Regions from separate parts of the Mus musculus genome. Here region 2 is linked to region 1. Evidence: chromatin contacts called from public HiChIP or PLAC-seq data. All regions are on one chromosome and are shown on one strand. Each heading gives the region's core, a stretch centred on a gene start, on an enhancer-like site or on the middle of the called end of the contact. The rest is flanking DNA. Distances are from core to core; before and after follow the strand shown. Region 1 overlaps Fndc3b (fibronectin type III domain containing 3B). Region 2 overlaps Tmem212 (transmembrane protein 212).

The links. HiChIP or PLAC-seq counts read pairs in DNA pulled down with a chosen protein or histone mark.
Region 2: a FOXA1 HiChIP or PLAC-seq map of pancreatic cancer cells shows a contact between it and region 1. The contact joins two enhancer-like sites. A contact is called at or near these places in 2 of 39 promoter capture datasets (the SN4741 cell line and hippocampal neurons), 1 of 484 Hi-C or Micro-C datasets (granulosa cells), 6 of 115 datasets of contacts at active chromatin or transcription factors (acute myeloid leukemia, bone marrow-derived macrophages, embryonic limb bud and 3 more) and 1 of 9 other capture datasets (embryonic stem cells).

What each region holds. Positions count from the first base shown.
Region 1 is chr3:27,688,707-27,691,917 of GRCm38.p6, reverse strand. The region is part of intron 1 of Fndc3b (fibronectin type III domain containing 3B); the gene reads left to right. Among named protein-coding and RNA genes, the nearest start is that of Fndc3b, 20 kb to the left of the region's middle. Within about 2 kb of position 1,622, at least 186 of the 459 cell types and tissues checked have an H3K27ac peak or open chromatin away from gene starts, as enhancers often do. A contact at or near this core is called in pancreatic cancer cells, where this site is marked.
Region 2 is chr3:27,884,943-27,888,153 of GRCm38.p6, reverse strand. Tmem212 (transmembrane protein 212) reads left to right here. Exons shown (of 4, transcript NM_001164437.1): 2 at 1,647-1,706; 3 at 3,038-3,211. Among named protein-coding and RNA genes, the nearest start is that of Tmem212, 9.8 kb to the left of the region's middle. Within about 2 kb of position 1,428, at least 64 of the 459 cell types and tissues checked have an H3K27ac peak or open chromatin away from gene starts, as enhancers often do. A contact at or near this core is called in pancreatic cancer cells, where this site is marked.

The DNA of each region.
Region 1 (3,211 bases), core at 373-2,872:
TGAGTTGGTGCTAGTGGCCGGCTGTGGTGAAGCCTTTTATAAGTTGGTCCCGCCCCAACTCCTCTCCAGTAAACTCTGACCTGTATGGATTCTGGATACTAATAAACTTATTTTTACATTTTTTCCTCTGTACCCCTGAGCTTATAAAGCTGATTTTTTTCTTCCATAATGGGGAGAATCTTTAAGTATGGTCCATGTCATATGTTTGTTTGCCTGTTAGGAGGAAGATGACGTGACCAGATGAGTCACATGGGCTGGGGCAGGACCTGAAGTTTAGGATCTGCAGTCTGCTCAGGGTGGTGCTTGAGTGTGACAGGGCGGTGGCCAGGAAGGGACAGACTTCTGATTCCTCTTCCCATTAGTTTCCCACTAAAGATCTAGATCCACTGAAGGCAGGTACCGTGTGTTTCTTGCTCTCTTGTACATAGTGTCTGGCAAACAATGATGCTCAGTTAGTGTTTATTGAATGAGTGACTTAATGACAGAGGGAGACATCTGTTGTGACATAGGGATGCCATGTGTTTGAACCAGTAGGACATTTCTGTTAGATTTTTTCACTTGAAAGCAATGTTCTAATTCTATTTTCTTGGAACTATAGGAAAATTTTGACTAAAGACAGCAAGCAACTGTGCTCCCTGAACTTGTGTGCAGATAGATAGAAAGAATGAGAGTGTTTAGGCAAGGTTTATTGTGTTTGCAGATAATAAATACTCACACCACATAGCTTACGCAAAAGAGCTTTACTTACTGGAGGGTAATGTGGGCCGTGGGAGCCCAGGCTGTATTCCTCCTTCCCCTCCCCCACCCCTTCTTCCTATTCTTCTTTGACACTTGTCTTCTACAATTAGAATGTATACTGTGTGGACACTGGATGCTTCTGAACTTTTAACTTTAATTTATATCAGGTGTTTCTGGAGACAGGGTTTTATGTAGCCCAGGCTGGCCTTGAACTTACTGTGTAGCCGGGGATGGCCTTGGACTTCTGATCCTTTATGCTAGGTGTATAGCATATACACCATGTCTGTCTGATAGGCTGCAGGTTCGAACCCAGGGCTTCATGCATGCCGGGCAAGCACTTTGCCAGCTGAGCTGTAGCTGTATCAGTTTTGATGCTTTCCTTCCAAAATGGCCTGGTTTGCATATCATTTTGAAGCCTGCCGTTTGCATTATTGTGTGCGTGTGACCGTGGATGCTCGCGTGCTATATATAACACTCACGTGGAAGCCATGGGAAGACTTTTGGGAGTTGGTTCTGTCCTGGAGCATGTGGGTTCTGGGGACTGAGCCTGGTGAGCCAGTCCTGCCGACCCTTTAGGACTATATTAATAGAGGATGTTAGGGGGCGGGGTATGATGCTTATTGTCTCGTGGCTACGGTCAAGTGGATTCTCCTGGCTTTGTCGTTTGCCACCTGTGTGAGAGGACATCATAAAGGACTGACTGACGTTCAGACAGACACTGGTGGCCAGCGGTTTCCTTTCCCTTCATTTCTTTTTTGAAACAGTGCAGTAAGACAGCAGTGGGCTGAGTTCTTCCGTTAAGTCATCCCCGGATTGTACCAGTCCATTAGCTGCTTTGTGCAGCGGACAGGAAATGGTTCTATTTGTACAAGTTGCACAATCTTAACGAAGTCAGGGCAGAGAGCCAAGGGGACCTCTGCTGTTTCTGCAGTGTTAACCTTTCAGTTCCACACAGGAACACATACAGGTTACTGGGGATGTGTGTTAGAGTGTGACTGTGTTGGTGTGGTCACCTGCCTGGCGGTACTGAGAAATGTACCGTGTGACTCATGGGGGTCTTGGTTCTTAATGGCTTCCCACACAGGCTGTGGAGATGGCCTGATGCTGGTGCCTGCCAGCCTGGCCCTGAAGGGTCCAGTTCCCATTCTGCCCTTTCCCAGGCCGTCTTGTAGACTGGTGACAGAGTGACCACTTTCCTTTTCTAGGGCTGGCAAGTGGCTTCCTTTGTGCCCATACCTGCCTCCTATACCCCAGCTGCCAGCTACTCTTCTCCTCTTTGAAAGTGGCATTTCCTTTTTGTCCCCAGTGTTTCTAGGCAGAATCTGGTAATTTTAGTAAAGCTGATTTTATATATATAATATTTTAATGTACTTTATGACCCAGGCCGGATCTCGAGTAGCTCAGGCTGGCCTCAGCTTGACTTGGCTGTGTGCCTGAGGCTGGCCTTGAACTCCCGGTCCTCTTGCCAAGGTCCTCCACATGCTGTGATCAGAGGCATCTGCCACCAGGCCCTGCTTCGTGATTCAGTCTTAGTGTGCTCATCACTTCCTCCCTCCCGCTCTCCCTCCCCCCTTCCTCTTTTTCCTTCCGTTTTGATTTCTAATGGTTCTTCCCCAGCCCATATACCATGGTGAGGATGCAATCCTAAGTGATTGAAGGACAAAAGTCAGCATGTGAGAGGGACTGGAGAGCAGAGTGATGGGAGGCAGAGGCAGGGATTGCCTTCCTGGGCCTCTCACCCTAGACAGAAGTTGCTGTGGACCTCTGCTGAAGAAGCCGGCCTGTTCCTCTCCCCTGAGGGGTTAAGATTTCTCCATCTGTGGAGCCACCCGCATTTTTATTTATGTATATGTGTCATAGCTGTCTTCCTTATTTGTGAAATATTTGTTTATTATATACTTTTTGTTTTGTGAGTCACGGTTTCTTGTTGCCCAGGCTAGCAGTGTTGCTGCAGCTGGCCTTGAACTCCCAGTCCTCGGCCTCTAACTTTCAAAAGCTGTGATTGTAGGCTTGAGCTATAACACGCCGCTTTTTAATGAATGCTTTTTGAAGGGTGTTTTATTTTTGTGTGTCTTTTCCTCAGTTTTCTTCAATTATTTTCTAGCTCCTTAAAATAACACAGCATTCCCAGTCTTTGCTGCTGTCATTTGACATTTATATCTCTTTGGGAGCCCCTGCCCTTTGCTTTTAATTATTTTTACTGTGTGTGTGTGTGTGTGTGTGTGTGTGTGTGTGTGTGTGTGTGTGTAACATAGCTTGCTTGGGAAGACCAGAGGACAACTGTGGATCTCAGTTTAGTCTGTGGGTTCCAGGGATTGGACTAAATCTGTCTAGCTTGCATGACAAGCACTTTAGCTGCTAAGCCATCTTGGGCCCTGCTTCTGAGTTAGTTCTTCCTGCGGGACTGCTCGCCTTGGCTGGTGTCTTCCTAAGCACTCTGTCCCCAGCAGTTTCCTTTGGTGAGATCTACCCT
Region 2 (3,211 bases), core at 179-2,678, 200 kb before region 1:
ATCTTCAGACCTCGTGATGAATCCAAGATGAGCTCAGAGATTCTTTTTCCATTATCTACTGCAAAGTTCTGGATACACCATTCCCTCTTTCATTAACCATTTCTTGTTCTGCACTTTGAGTATTTTTCTTTGAATGGGAACTATAGAGAAAATGCCTTCATACAAGAGGATGGCACTGCACCCAGAGCTCTAAATGCCTTGCCATTCTAATGACTGTCTTTATTATTTAGGAAACTGAGGTCGTGTGTCTGCACCCCATTGGTAGTTAAAGGCAGAACAATTAAAAAAAAAAGCAAGCTGCAAAAGATCAGACCATGGCTAGGAATGATTTCTGGGCTTGAGGACAGATCTCCATTCCAGTTTGTCCTGTTTGCAGCTTTATAAATTTGTTGGAAAGATGTAAACATGTCTCAGTGAGCAAAGATGTTTGTAGCTAAGCCTGAGTCTGAATTCAGTCCCCAAGGCCCCACATGGTAAGAAACAGCCAATGCTATCAATTTATCTGACCTACACCACACACACACACACACACACACACACACACACACACACACACACACACACAGAGAGAGAGAGAGAGAGAGAGAGAGAGAGAGAGAGAGAGAGAGAGATTAAAGATACATAAAATTATATAGATAGATGTAGATAGGATATAGATATAATTTTATGTTCATCCCTGATTTTTTATCTGGACTTCAAAATTCATGCTTTGGTGTATGTAAACACGCATACCACACACACACACACACACACACACACACACACACACACACACACTCACACTCACACTTTTCTGTTGCTGTGATAAAAAAAAATATAGCATAACCAAAAGCAACTTAAGAGTTTTTTTCTGCCGGGCAGTGGTGGCGCATGCCCTTGATCCCAGCACTTGGGAGGCAGAGGCAGGCGGGTTTCTGAGTTCGAGGCCAGCCTGGTCTACAGAGTGAGTTCCAGGACAGCCAGGGCTACACAGAGAAACCCTGTCTCGGAAAAACAAAAAACAAAAAAACAAAAAACAAACAAACAAGAGTTTTTTTCTGGCTATGGCTCCAGAAGGTTCAAGTCTATGATGGCAGGAAAGGAGGCAGATGGTTCTTTATATTTCTACCTTCACACAGGAAGCAGCAAGCAGAGGGAGCAAGCAGGAAGTGGGGAAGACTACAACACAGCAGAGCCTATCCTCCACTTTAACATACAACCTCCTCAAGGCTCCAGGTCCTAAAGATTCCATGCTCTTCCCAAGCATCACCACCAACTTGGAACCAAGTGTTCAGATGCTTGAGCCTACACGGCCATTTCTCATTCAAACCAGCACGCAAAGCCTAGGGCGAGATCTATGAAGCCAAGATTTAACTGTCGTGACCTAACAGGAGCGGAGGTGGTGCCAGTGACGGCAAAGTCAACAGAGAGAATGGAAAATAAGTTGGTGTGACTCATGTCCTGATGACTCTAATGGCTGCTTTTCCTCCCTGTCAACACAGCTCCTTTCACAGATGAAGAGGGGACCAGAGCCGTAAATCCATTTCCCCCTTTGCCCTGCCTTCCAGCTTGTGATAAAGCTGTCAAGCTGTGAGACAGATAGAACTCTTAGCAGAGGTCCCTTCGATTGTGGATGTTATTTTTTTTTTCCAATTTTCTTTTCACAGGCTGTCACAGCTGGATCACTTGTGCTGCTGGCTCACAGAGAGTGGACCCAGAGACACTTGGTAAATACAAAATGTCTGCAGGGATGGTTCAGTAGATTTGACACTGTGTGTGTGTGTGTGTGTGTGTGTGTGTGTGTGTGTGTGTGTGTGTGTGTGTGTGTCATGGATCTCAAGCCTGGGTCTCATGGATCTCAGCTTGTCCTTGAACTTAGTATATAGCTGATCACAACCTCAAATTTCTAATTTTCCTTTCTCTACCTCCCAAGTACTAGGATTACAGGTGTATACCACCTTACTCAATTCTGTAAACTATGTTTAAAATGTATAATATTTTTTTCATTGAGTTCTTACTCCAAATAGTTTCTCTAAGTTCATGAATATTGTTTGGTGTCGTGTCCATACTCATGAATTTAATCATGTTGTAGTAATGAAGTATAGGTGCTGCTGCTTTCAATATTCCATGTGCCCATGAATACTTCATGTTCCCACATGTGCGTGAGTGCATGTGTGCATGTGTGCATGTGTGTGTGTGTGTGTGTGCACGCGCTATGGAGTGCATAGGCAAACCCTTTACCCACTGAACTACACCTCCAGTCTCAATGCAGTTCACATCTCAACTCTGAGGTCTCCTTCCCAGCCCTCACAGACTGGGAAAAGATGAAAGGTCCGAGCGATCCTGTTTCTAATAGTGCTGAGCTGGCTTTTTCCAAGCTACAGAAAGAGCACAGCATCTGACCTTAGGCCTGTTTTCCATAGCAAAGGCTGAAGATGGGAGGTCAGCTCCGGCTGCCATGGATTGATTGAGAAGGTCTGGACAAGGTGAAAGGCAACCTTTCTGAGAGACTCCTAACCTTGTACGATGCTAACCAACCAGAGATGATATTCTGAGTAGCAAGTCCTAGAGAAGGGACTGGTTCCACTCATTTTGGTTTTCCTAACCTGAACTGGCACTTTGCATCAGATAGGAAATAAAACGTGACTGAATTGATTTCATTTTAGCTCAGGTTGGCAGATGATGTCCTCCTGCAGCATAGATTGGCAGCAAGGGAAACAGGACCTGAAAGGAAGGCTGAGAGGACAAGGGATAGAGGTCACAGGTAGTATGGGTCTGGCATTCAGGAGGCCCGGAGCTTTACATTTTAAACGGCGGTACTGGGATGGGGGTAGGGTGGGATAATCCAGCGTGGCACTTGGGAGGTAGAAGCAGGAAAGATCAAGAGTTCAAAGCCAACCTTAGCAACATAGAAAACATTGCCTGGACTTCAGGAGACCCTGTCTTGAAAGTAGAAAAAAGAAGTGAAAGCTGTGTGCATGTATCTCTCTGCCACATAGAGGGAATTAATGACCATCACTCTTTCTCCAGGTAACAGTTCGTTTCTGCTTGTTTTCAGTGGGAAGCCGTGTTCACCTTCGTAATTCTGAGCATTCTGGGATGTCCACTTCATTTCACAGTAGCCTTGCAATCTGCCCTCCTTGGTCCATATTGCTTCTACTCTTTCTCAGGGGTTGCGGGGACCAATTACCTTGGTTACGTGGTTACCTTTCCTTTTCCGTACACGAAGTTC